Linked DNA regions of Sus scrofa: regions 2 and 3 are each linked to region 1. The links are chromatin contacts, called in public Hi-C and HiChIP or PLAC-seq maps. All regions are on one chromosome and are shown on one strand. The core of a region is the stretch at or near the end of the contact, and the rest is flanking DNA. Distances in the headings are between cores, read along the strand shown. Region 1 overlaps MEF2C (myocyte enhancer factor 2C). Region 2 has its middle 430 kb from the start of MEF2C. Region 3 overlaps LOC102159394 (a long non-coding RNA gene).

Evidence for each region. A called contact is a pair of places that touch in the nucleus more often than the background predicts. HiChIP or PLAC-seq counts read pairs in DNA pulled down with a chosen protein or histone mark.
Region 2: a contact with region 1 is called in an H3K27ac HiChIP or PLAC-seq map of skeletal muscle. The contact joins two enhancer-like sites. A contact is called at or near these places in 2 of 47 Hi-C or Micro-C datasets (embryonic fibroblasts and subcutaneous adipose tissue) and 2 of 2 datasets of contacts at active chromatin or transcription factors (alveolar macrophages and skeletal muscle).
Region 3: a Hi-C map of skeletal muscle shows a contact between it and region 1, with 5 times the contacts expected there. The contact joins two enhancer-like sites. A contact is called at or near these places in 1 of 47 Hi-C or Micro-C datasets (skeletal muscle) and 1 of 2 datasets of contacts at active chromatin or transcription factors (skeletal muscle).

What each region holds. Positions count from the first base shown.
Region 1 is chr2:96,148,133-96,152,329 of Sscrofa11.1, reverse strand. All of the region lies in intron 5 of MEF2C (myocyte enhancer factor 2C), which reads left to right. Among named protein-coding and RNA genes, the nearest start is that of MEF2C, 67 kb to the left of the region's middle. Within about 2 kb of position 2,514, at least 2 of the 83 cell types and tissues checked have an H3K27ac peak or open chromatin away from gene starts, as enhancers often do. A contact at or near this core is called in skeletal muscle, where this site is marked.
Region 2 is chr2:96,643,260-96,647,456 of Sscrofa11.1, reverse strand. No RefSeq gene overlaps it. Among named protein-coding and RNA genes, the nearest start is that of MEF2C, 430 kb to the right of the region's middle. Within about 2 kb of position 1,861, at least 16 of the 83 cell types and tissues checked have an H3K27ac peak or open chromatin away from gene starts, as enhancers often do. A contact at or near this core is called in skeletal muscle, where this site is marked.
Region 3 is chr2:96,535,970-96,540,166 of Sscrofa11.1, reverse strand. All of the region lies in intron 5 of LOC102159394 (a long non-coding RNA gene), which reads right to left. Among named protein-coding and RNA genes, the nearest start is that of MEF2C, 320 kb to the right of the region's middle. Within about 2 kb of position 1,701, at least 3 of the 83 cell types and tissues checked have an H3K27ac peak or open chromatin away from gene starts, as enhancers often do. A contact at or near this core is called in skeletal muscle, where this site is marked.

The DNA of each region.
Region 1 (4,197 bases), core at 1,265-3,764:
ATACCCATCCAACAATACTGTTAATAAAATAAACCACATTTGGCATTAAAATGAGCTCTTAGAGAATATGAATTGTGCATGTACCCTTCAAACAGCCCTTAACTGTCTTTCATTGTGGCCAATTGTCTCATATTCACACTTCTCCAGGGTTCCATATTAATTCATGTTACTGTCATTATTGAGATATTGATGTCATTTTCAATGCAGAGGTAAGACAGCACAATACTTTTTAATGCTAACTGGATTTCACTATTGGCATAACAAGTAACCATGGTAATTCCTGCAGCTGGAACATGCTATACATTTAAAATAGTAGGAGGCAGGCATGAATAACACAAGGTTATGTTTGAAATGTCAAAAAACACAAGTTTATTGAAATATCTATGAGCAGCCTAATTAAAATATTTTGCCGAGTTCAAATACAATACCCTACTAATTACAAAAAAAAGTTGGCATATAGGAACATTTTTACAAATATATACATCTGGGGGTAATAATATTTCTTACTTCTGATGTTGGCTCTTCACTAATGAATAATGAAGAAAAAGTATTAAAACTACAAGTGAATTAAGCATAATCAATGGCACTAGCTCCCTATTTTATCTAGCTTTTAAAAGTTAGGTATATTGCCTTTGGAATGGATTAGCAATGAGATTCTGCTGTGTAGCCCTGGAAACTATGTCTGGTCACTTATGATGAAGCATGATAATGTGAGAAAAAAGAACGTATACATGTATGTGTAACTAGTCACCATGCTGTACAGTAGAAAATTGACAGAACACTGTAAACCAGCTATAATGGGGGAAAAAATCATTATATAAAAAATAAATAAATAAATAAATAAATAAATAAAAGTTAGGTAGAGTCAAATGAATGAGTAAACTGAAGATACTGTTTTGCTGGACATTTAATCAAAGTGCCTATTTTTTTCCTTCAAAAAAATACTCTATGGAAAGTTCCTGTTGTGGCTCAGTGGTAATGAATCAGACTAGTAACCATGAGGATGTGGGTTTGATCCCTGGCCTCGCTCAGTGGGTTAAGGATCTGGCATGGCCATGAGCTATGTAGGTTGCAGAAGCGGCTCAGATCCTATGTTGCTGTGGGTGTGGCGTAGGCCAGCAGCTGTAGCTCTGGTTGGACCCCTAGCCTAGGAACTTCCGTTTACCACAGGTGTGGAACTACAAAGACAAAACAAAACAAAACAAAATACTCCATGGTTTGTAGCCTGAAAATTACAGAACCAGATCAAAGCTAGACCATTGTATCTTGGATTCAAGTTTTTGCCAAACACTACAGCTAGAAAGGATGGGGGGCTGATAATTGGGTCACAAAGACCGAAACAATGTAGATGAGAAAAATAATTTAGATGTTATGATATTTTTCCACTATCTCAGTGCATCCATTTACCTGCTCATATGAGAACAACCAGTAGTGCTGATGAAAGTATTAAAAGTACTTAAAAAAATAGGGGCTGGGGGAAATGGGTTACTCATATTTGATAAAAGTGGCCTGCTTAATAGCTAGAACACTTTAGAATTCTGTATTGAAAATAAGTGTTGTTGTTCAATTATGCTGTCATTTTCAATTCCCTGACAGTCTGCTAAGTTAAATGGCCCTCTGGGGACAGAGAAGACACACAATCTTCTAAGCATAAAAGTTAGCCATACGTAGGCAATAGCGTCATTGAACTAAAAAAATATCTTATAAGCTCCTTCAGGACCTTTGCCATAGGCACGAGAAATCTTCTGCTTCAAAAATAGAAATAAATCAAAACAAAGACACTCAAGGGCTCCACTCAGGTGATGATAAACATTATATCTTGATGATTGTATCCTATAGCCATCCACATGTAATTTTCACAGTTTTCCATATAGTTATGAAAGAGTTACTTCTCCACTTTTTAAAAATAGAGGAAGAAGCCCTTTCTAACTCTGGTCCCACAGAACACCTGTTGCAGATGCCACTGAGTCTTGAGCTTAGCTGTCTCGTCCTGCTCACAGGCTCGGCCGTCTTCCCCTTCTTTCTCATGCCAGCCAGTATCATATGTCAAAGACGAATGCATCAGTGCTGAAGTCAGAGAATCACATAACACCAGGGGAAACAAGGCCAGTCAGAGTGTCTCTACACTTTCAAAAAATAAAACTAAAGCAAAATGGCCAAAAGATACCCTCAAAATTTTGAATATTGTCATTGAAATTCAAGGTCTCAGATAGAAACTCTGAGGTCAGGTGGCAAGACTCTGCGTTTAAGTTCCATACTTTTCAGTCTATAATTTTTTTCAAAATCTAGTCATCTTGTAAAAACAGTATAGTCTCATGAGGAAAGGAAGTACATTTGAAATGTATTATGTTCTTATAACTACCAAGAGACCATCTGAACATAAAGTATAGAAACTTTTCCATCCAGTCTTTCCATCATCCAGTAAGTCACCAAGTCTTTGCCTCCAAGGTGCTTCTTAACCCTACCCCCTTCTTCCCGTTCTTATCCTACTGTCCTGGCTCAGGCTCATGGCAACACTCCAGAACTATTTCCAGAGATCCCTAATTCATCTCCCAGCTTGACACTGCATCCCACTGCAGCCTTCCTATGACTCCTTAGTCTTTCTCAAAACCTCAAACCAGTTGTAGGTCATCATTCAGATGCATAACATCCAGCAACGGTTTCCCAGCTCTTTCGGTATTAACCATGAGCCTCTTATCTCTGGCCATCCCTGCTCTCTTAAACTCCTTCTTACCTTCTGCCACTGCCATCAAGAACCCTTGCACTCCAAGTCTAATAATAGCAAATATTTAAATTGCTCTTACAATGAAATTTACAAAAAAATAACTCATTCATTTGCGTAACAGCTCTTAAAAGTAGATGTTCATATTATGCCCTTTCCATACTTGAGGGAACTGAGGCACAGAGAGTTTAAGTAATGGCCCAAAGTCGAACCCAGGCTGTCTGCCTCCAGAGTGGATGCTGCCACTTTCCAAACGGTGTCAAGGCTGCTTGCCTTTGTGTATGCATTCCTGGCACTCTCCTGCTTCATGTTATTGAGCTCTCCCTTGTCATCACTCAGAATTTGTTCAACGATTCAGAATTTCCTGACTCTTTTAGAAGGAACTATGCACCTCTCCTTGATTCTCTCATGCAGCCTGTCCCCACATTATTTATCTCATTTCATTTTAAGTGGACTATCTAGGCACACGTCTCTCTCCTGTACACTCATCCTTCGGTGGGCAAACTTAGTCTTATTCAGTTTGTATTCCCAGCTCAAAATATAAGAGAGAGAATGCAGTAGATATTCAGTAAATTTTGGTTAACTGAGTTAAGGAAAAATCGATCTTCTACACATCAACTTTTAATACTGTTGATGTAAAAAAAGAATACTGCAAAGAAATAATGTAATTTTAAATTGAAAAAGATATACCCTTGACCTGTAATTCATTAAAAAAAATGTATTCTGATGCTGTGTACAAAGAACTGCTAATTAATTATTTGATTAAATGGCCGAGCACTATTGACCAATAAAGTCTTATTAACTTCTCTAACATATTTAATGGAAAACCTGAAGAACTGATATATAGCAGTAAATGAATTGCAGGTTGGTACCTCAGACCATCACAAATTCCTTAAAATAATGGACCTCTTATCACTTAAGTTGAAGTAATTTCAAAGATGAAAGCAAGTGGTAGTAAAGAAGAAAACAGGATGGGGTTGTACTCTTGGTATAGGGAAATACAGCAAGTCATTATAATACATTAGTAATAGTGACATTTGTAGATTTCAGTTGACAGTCATTCATCCACTATTTAATCCTTTCCTTTCAACAGCCAAAATGAAAAGTCACTGCGTTTAAAATTACATTTTGTCATATCTCCGTACATTAAAGCTTTTAACAGGCTAATCTTATGGTTACTGATGATTATAAGATCAAGTTCAGTTGAGTTTTTGTAATCATTAGATTTAATAGAAATAATCATCAGCACAGCAGTGCCTTGTGTTGGATTATTCACTTTCCTGTTAGTGCCCTTTGTTTCCAGTTTGATAATGTAGTTGCTCTTTATTGTGTAGGAAGTACCAGTATGCTCAAGGATATACTGTTTCATGCTTGAGACCAAAAAAAAGGGGAGCAAGGGACAGAAAGAAAACCCTTTAGAAATCTTTTTAAAAATTTAGGAGAATTTGATAATCTACAGAGCTATTTGATAATAA
Region 2 (4,197 bases), core at 612-3,111, 500 kb before region 1:
AGTAAGAATTAGAGGTGGAACACTTTAACCTTTCATAGGCTTTCTTTTCTCCTCATGAATTGAGGAATTGGCCTAAAATAAATCCCAGTATTACCACTGTGCTTCTGTGGCAGTGACTCTGCAGAGTCACTGTTCAGGCTCTATTGCCAGAATTGGTCATATGTAGCTCTAGGGTCTTTTTTTCCTCTCGTGATGACTTTTTCCTCTTATTGACCTTCACCACTCCACAGAGCTGCAGAGTGGGTGCCCAGTGCTCCAAACCTGGCCATTCATGTATAAGGCAATGTCTTTAATTTCAGAAGCAGCTTGCGTAGTGGTGATTTCCTTTAAAATTCTACTAGTAGACAGAAATAAAAATGACCACTTTTTTTGCCCTTTCACTTCACTGGGGCTGCACTCAAGCTATTACTCATATAATTCAAGTATAAAAATAAAACCCACTGAATATTCAAGGTGAAAGTTTGGAGTGTGTCTTAGGATTTTTTTTTTTTTTTTTTTTTTACTTCAAACTACTGAATGTATTCATTTTCCATTTCACTTGGTATTTACTAACCTCGGGAGGAGAGGGGTGTCTCATGAGAGTTTTACAGTAAGAAAAGTAAGAAGAATATATTGACAAGAAGAGCTCTTTCATGTGACGGGACTGGCTAACCTTAGCGAATACAGTGTTAACACCAGAGACTGAAGATACTTTTTAAACAGCAAGAAATACAGAGTAAAGAGTGATGTAAATTGTGTTATCAATAAGACAGTTTAGATTGTGTTTTCAAGGCTTTCCATATTTGAACTGACTCAAATCCTTTGCCAGAGAATGACGCCCCAATCACTCTCTGAAAGTAATCAAACACATTAAGCTGACTTTCTAATGGCATGAGCAGGATCTTCCTCCTCAGGACAAGTATGATTTTGAAACCAAGAAACTTTAGTTTGCCCTTCAAGAAAAGTGATTTATAGGACTTGGTGTGAGGGAAAAAAAGGAACCCTGCTTTACCCAAAAAGGAGATGAAAACCTTGCCTGAAGCAGTGTTGTGACATTGCCAATGTGAGAGGGTTGTGAAATCCTGAGTGTATGTTTTTGTGGTGATGTCTGAAAGTACTGGTTACTGTACTGATGTCTCGGTATCATGCATCTCTATTTCCGGATCTACTTCCTTATAATTGCTAATGAAAACAGAGCTGTGAGCAGAGCAGTGTATAAGTCTCCGCTTCAATTCTTCTGTTGTTTTCATTGATAGATGGCTTCCTCTGAAAGTTTCAGAACAAGTCTCTTCCACTTTTAAGAAAGAAAATAAATTCTGTCTTTTCCTAATTAAAGAAATGTACTGTACTTGTTAAGGTTATTTAACTTTTGTCCTGTAAGCTATCAATTTCTTTATTCTTCTAACCCTAGGCATCCATTAAACCACTCTGATTGTTAACGTGCATTTTGCAAATAATCAACAGACTAAATCACAGTAACTAAGGAAAATCAGGACAAGCCTAATAGTAGCCAAGCTCTAAATAGGACTTTAAAATAAAAATAGAACATGTGACTCAGAATACAGTACTAGTTTTTCATCTTACAGATGTTCCCAGCCATCAGAGTCAGCGTGGGCTATGACACTGGTAAGTGTGGGCCAGAAGGGTAAAAATTTGGAGAGAATGAAAGGTTTTTATTCCCTAGACTTTCTTCCTATTACCTCATGTTACTTCAGGTTTTATAGAATGCACAGAAAACTTTGTCTACTCATTTCTTATTTGCCTTAATAAATAGCAAGCTTTTGGTGAGCCTTAAATTAGACAGAATATCCTCCCTCGTCTGGTGGCATTTAGGTTTACAAAACACACCTTAGGAAACAACATCTGGCTTCAGTCACTTGCTAGCTAAGTGTCGTCACCTCATGAAACAAAACTCGCCAATGATTTCTGTCATGACACACCATGCATAGGGCCAACCAGAGAGAAAAGATAGCATCTCTGACCAGGGAAGGGACACAACAGAAATGCTGCCATGATATTTATATCCCACCTACTCAGAAGACCAATTGAGAAACTCCATATGGACTCCAGTTTGCCACTAGCCCACAGAATTGAAATCTCTTAACTGGCTTAAATTAAGGATTTGGGGATAAGTATAAAACTTTGAAGATATTTATTTTCATAATTCTAGGCAGTTTATTTTCATATGGTTCTCATCCTACCTAATTCTCTTTTAGCTGACACATTAGGTGAAGGAAATGCATTCTTAGAAAGCTTATAGATGAAAGGGCCAGGTATCATCGGGAAAAAAAAAAAAGTCAAATAACTCTAAGGTGCATTAATGACAGAAAGGGTGTCTGTATCCAGATTGAGACAAAGATAAAGAGAAGCTAGCCTACAGGGAGGTAGATTGGTTGATTTAAATTATCTGAGAGGACTGAAACCCCTTCCTCTTACTTCTCAACACTGCCCAAATGGCAGGTGGTACAAGTCCAGTTCCCCAGTAAGTTCCTGTAAACAAAACTACTTATTTATAGACAAGCTTCTCAGTACTGTTTTCAGGAGCTCAGTCAGACTGCAACTTAGAACCACCTATCCACTGCAAAGAAAAATAAAGACATAAAACCCTGTCTTCAAAAATGTGCTTTATAGCCAGAACTAGGTAATCTGACACTCTTTGTATTTGGAGGACCCTCAGAATCATGACTGAGAACTGATGTAAAGAAACAGAAGGAAGCCCATGAGCCTCTGCTTTAGAACAACAACAACAAAAAAAAACTAGGCTGACATCATGGAAATCTGCTAGCAGACCTAAGCAAAATGTGTTGTATCTACTTCTCCTTTCTATTCTTTTTCTTTCTATTGGGCATTCATGGGAATCAGCCATGATGGAGGAATCAATGAGCCTCACTCAGTGTATAGATACATCATAAAGGGGAAAGCAGAGATTACTGAAATATTGAAGGAATTTCTGCCTGATTTACTTACATAAGACAAAGTAAAATAATAATTCTGATACTGCCTTCCTTTTAAATGTATATATTTCATTGCACTTTCATTTATTACCATATTTCTCCTTTGGATATGTACAGATATACACAGATACATATATAGATTAACTCAGCTTATATTTATTTCAGAAGATAAATTCTTCTATTGTTTTAATCCAGACGTGTTACATATAGAGAAAAGTAGGAAGAAGTATAGTTGCTTGGAAAGATTAACAATATGGAAGTTTTTAATGTAATGGATAAATAATATAATTTCACATATTCACCAATTTTTGTTTATTGACTGTCAAACTCAAGGCATCCTGTTTGCTCTGAAGTGGATACAACTGCAAAGATACATAAATATAAACTTACTCTTTGGGAAATAAATTTCACCAAAGAAATAAAAATTTCTATTAAAGCAGAGGTATACTTGCTCATTGCTGGCACACAGTAGGTACTTATTACATATTTATTGAATGAGTGTGTAAAACATAAAATCAGATAATTCCAATATAATGTAGGATATAAATTCCAAACATGATTAAATATTATGGGATTTCAAAGGAAGCAGGAATCATTTTTAGATGAATTATCAGTAAAAATTTCATGGCGCTGTATAAATTGGCAATAGTTTAAAATGGGAGTCATGTGGTAAGCAGAAATAAGACAGAAAGTCTTGAGGAGCAAGAACAAAAAGAACAAGACTATCTAAGCAAGAGAGTAGAATATAGCATGCAAATAAGTGGCATCCAGGATATCAATTCAGTGTAAGTAGGTGGGGAAGCGATGGAAGAAAGTGGATTGGAGTAATATTACAAAGGCCTTGGTTGTTACACTGAGGACTTGAGAACTTATTCTAGAAGTGGACTCTGGGTCACCTGAAATGCTAAATTTTTTAACCACTCTCCACAATATATCCATATTTATGCATTAGGATTTTATGAATTAAACACATTATATTGTCTACTTATCTATCTAAGCATATATGTGTGTATAGATATTTATATACTTACTACAAGTAGATTTTAAGTATTTTATAGCTATTATACTTTTAAATACATTATGAATATAATTAAATAACCTTTCTGTATATATTTGCTTAATATATGTCACTGTGTCTCCTGCTGAACTGTAATCTCCAGGAGAGCAGAAAACTTGTCATTCCTATTCTCTCTATATTGTAGGTGCTTAGTGCAGTAACTTGACACAGAGTAGATGCTAATTATTTGTTTGTTGAAGGAATAAA
Region 3 (4,197 bases), core at 452-2,951, 390 kb before region 1:
GAGACACTTAAACCAATACAAACAACTTGGAAATGCAGCACTTTTAAAAACCTTTTTTTCCTTCTCAACCCAGACAAAAAGCCACACCAGAAGTTAAAGCAAAACATCCTGATTAGATTAGCACCAGCTTCACTGGTGGCCAGCAACTGACTCCATAACAGGGTGGGGCAAGAAAAGAAAGTTCTTCTCTTTAGGGGCTGAATGCCTGCAACAGCCTTTATTCGGGCAATAGCCTGAAGCAACCCATCCTTTATTGGAACCATGACTGATGCAGGTTTATTGTTTTCCTTTGTGGAACCCCAAAGGACATAATGTTTATTGTTCATTTCCTCTATGGAGTGGCTGTCAATCCAGCCTAAGCAATGTAGGGTCCAAACTTGGGTTTGGCAAGCTCTAGTCTTCAGGCTAAATCCCATAGGGATAGTACTGGTGAATGCCAGGCCTGGCTTAAAGTTTAAAAATTCCCTTGGCCAAATCTCATAATATACATGGTTTAGCCAGATGTTGGGACTTGGTCCCAGAAAACCAATCCTTTTCTACACTGGAGAAAAGACACAAGAACAATTCCTACTGTTCCTGATGTCCTTGACAGTCCTGCCCTCAACATGTTGGCATTCTATCAAGAATTCTGTACTGGGGATCCCTACAAGTTGTATGCTGCCCAAGAACAATGACTTTGTCTTATATCAAGCAATCTAGAAGCAGAGGGACACAAGATTCATCCCAACTGGACACTACAATTCTACACAGTGTCCCACTAGAACACGCCATCTCCATTTCTTGAGTCTTATCATATACAACACTGTGAGTAAAATACAACAGCCAACTTCTTTACAGCTTTTACTGCTATTTGTACATGCTAAACAAATTAATGAAGATCTTTTCAGTTGCATACAATCCACCTCCAAATTATCCTGTGAGCCATCAGTGTCAATGGTAGAGGAATGCAGCCAGATCATCTAAGCTTCACTATCTCTCTTTACCTTCCACCTCATTCTATTCCCTTCTAACATTTGCCCAGTTCTGAAGTTGGCCTATTTAAGCAATGGAGAATGAGGAATTCAGATCGTGAACATGCTCTATGTTTGTGCCAAGGCTGCAGAACCACCCCACTGGCCAAGCTGAGGAATGTGGGTCTCTTGTACCATCCCATGTGTCTGGCTATAGGACCCCAAAATACCATCAGCAACAAGCATCCAGTTGGCAACTGTATCTTTCAGACTTGCTCATAAACACATACCTATATATACACCCACATATCACATTTCCCAGCCCAATGAGGTAAGGGTGCCTTTTTGGTCTTGAGTTTCTAGTAATAACCTAAACTATGGTGGGCTAAAATGTCATCCAGCTCATATCCACAAGTGCTTTCTTAAGAGGTTTCCTGACACCATGGCTTCCAATTTCGGTATTTTTAAATCCGCTTGCACATTAAAACTTTCATACCTCTGGTATCAAAAGCAAGTGTGCAGATGAAACAGAAACACAGTCTGCCCATGAACAAGGAGATTGTTAGCTTGTTTCAGTGTCAAAATGTCATCTATGCTAGTATATATATTTTTTATTCTCTAAAAAATGTTTCCCTTCATCCGTTAAAAATTTAAAGTGAATTGAAAACTCTTTGGGAATGCAACCCCTGTGTGATTGACAGTGACAAGCACACATACCTTGAAAGCTCCACTGTAATGTTTATACTTAATAAAAACAAATACTGTGGCATCTGAGAGTAGCCTAGTCAGCCATGTAGCTTTCTACCTAGCATCTTGTAAATTAATCTGGGTGTTTATGCTGTAGATCACTCATGATGAACACATTGCTATAGCAACATGCATTTCTTCCATTTTTTTCCTGCTAATTACACTAACATCACCATCAGCTACCAAATCTTTGAATTCCTAATGAATGTATGTGAAAAGCAATGTCTTGATAACACTCTTTTAGTATGTCCTTACCTACAATGTAAGGAAAGAAAAAAATGCATAAAATTTGATTATTTTCAATTTATTGTTAAAACTTGTCAATGTAAGGTTAATCCACACTCAAATTTGAACATGTTGAAGGAGGTGTCCATTTATAACAACGTGTGTTTCTTTTTTCTTTGTCTTTTGTCTTTTTTTTTTTTTTGTCTTTTTACTGCAGCACCCGCAGCATATGGAGGTTCCCAGGCTAGAGGTCTAATCGGAACTGTTGCTGCTGGCCTACACCATAGCCACCCCAGCCACAGCAACTCCAGATCCGAGCCGCATCTGTGACCTACACCAGAACTCACAGCAACGCTGGATCCTTAACCCACTGAGTGAGGCCAGGGATCAAACATGCAACCTCATGGTTCCCAGTCAGATTCGTTTCCTCTGCGCCACGATGGGAACTCCGAGAACAACATATATTTCAAAGAGAGAGAACACGGTGATCTCAGGTAGAATTCTTTCCTCCTATGCCCGTTACCATACTATCTTCATCATTTGTGCCTTCATTAAATTAACATTTGAACACAAGGAAGTATTATTTAAACCTATGAACTGCTAGGCTCCTATGCTTCTAAGTAGCTCAACAGGCAATGCTATAAACATTGAAATGTATTTAAATTCAGCCTTCTAGTAAAGGATCTAATGAAAGACTATAGAGATTTTAGTTGATATATAGCATGCAGTTAAGACATTTCTGGAAAATCCATGTTTATCAACACTACATGATAAAAGAAAGACCCATCCTAGGTAATTCTCCAAACCACTGAATCTTTCAGAAAAAATACTGATGTATAATTGACTTACAATATTATATAACCCTCAGGTGTACAACATAGTGATTCAATATTTTCACACATTACAAAATGAGCATAATAAGTTCCAATCTGTCCTCACAATGCAATATTTTATAAGTTATTATAAGAGTATTGACTATATGCTCTATGCTGTATATTTCTTTTATAACTGGAAGTTTGTACCTCTTAATCCTCTTCCCTTATTTTGCTCATTTCACTATTTCACAGTCTGAAAAGTCTTTGTTAAGTATTCATCTCAGTTGTACACTGAGTATGTTGGAAAATGTTTTACTCTATCCAGCAATCAAAGGTCTACACTGGTCACAGAAATAGATATTTCCTGTCATCCACTGATTAAATTATTAGGGCTTATTTCAAATATGTCTAACACAGCCAAGTTGTTTAGGCCTAAAAGCCTGGCTCAGTTCACTAGTAAAACTGAAATTGTCCAAGATGATTCAGCTAAGGTGAAAAAAAGAGGTTTTCAACAATTCAACAGATAGTTGAATGTCAGGGACAAATGAGGAACAGAGGTGGGAGAAAGACAGCTGGACTCCCCTAGATGAATAAACTACTTCAACAAAATTCGATGATCATTCAGTGACTGTTTCAGCCAGATTTTCTCCACACAATTTCCTCTTCTAGGTTTTTCTACCTATTCTAAGTTATCTAGAAGTGAAATGATGACTACCAAAAATCTAAGAAAGGAACTGATCCATTGGGGCTTTAATGTACTACCCAATACCCTAATTTCAAACTTGTTTTACCCAAGCTTAAGAATTTTGATATATTATTGACCATATTTCCACTGTGATGACTATGAATATGTGAACATATTTCCAAGTCTTTCAAAGTTCATGTATAGGAAGGAGAATAAAATGTTTGTCATGAAGCAAGAGAAAATTAATATAATAAATTTAGCACCAAAGGAATAAACCATAAAGATCATCAAAGCAATTATCCTTTATTTGTTGAGGTCAGTATTATTATTTCTCTTACTATTTATTCCTATCATCACTAAATTAAGTACTGAAAAATTTGAAATGATGGGCTCATTAAACGTGTGTCTTCTCCGACAAAACTTTTCTCAACTTGTGCTCAATTAGATTCTGGGACGCCTACTTCTTCCTACAAAGAACAGGGATCTGAATCTAAGAAAGGTTTCCATCTAGTCATCAAAACATTCAATGATTGTTACTTTGGGGATGTGGAGTTCAGTAGAAACCACTGAAGTTAAACGGAGGGAGTAGTGGTAGGGTTACTGTGCACCTATCACAGACCCCACACAGCCTTCAGGATCTCTCCTGCTGGGACTTGAAGAAGCTGGTGTGATTGTGAATGGCCTTAATGGAGGTTCTTTGAGGGTAAATAATTCAAAATGGTAGGCCATCATTTTTATTACTTAAGTCTATGTTCATGATATATAAATATGTAAT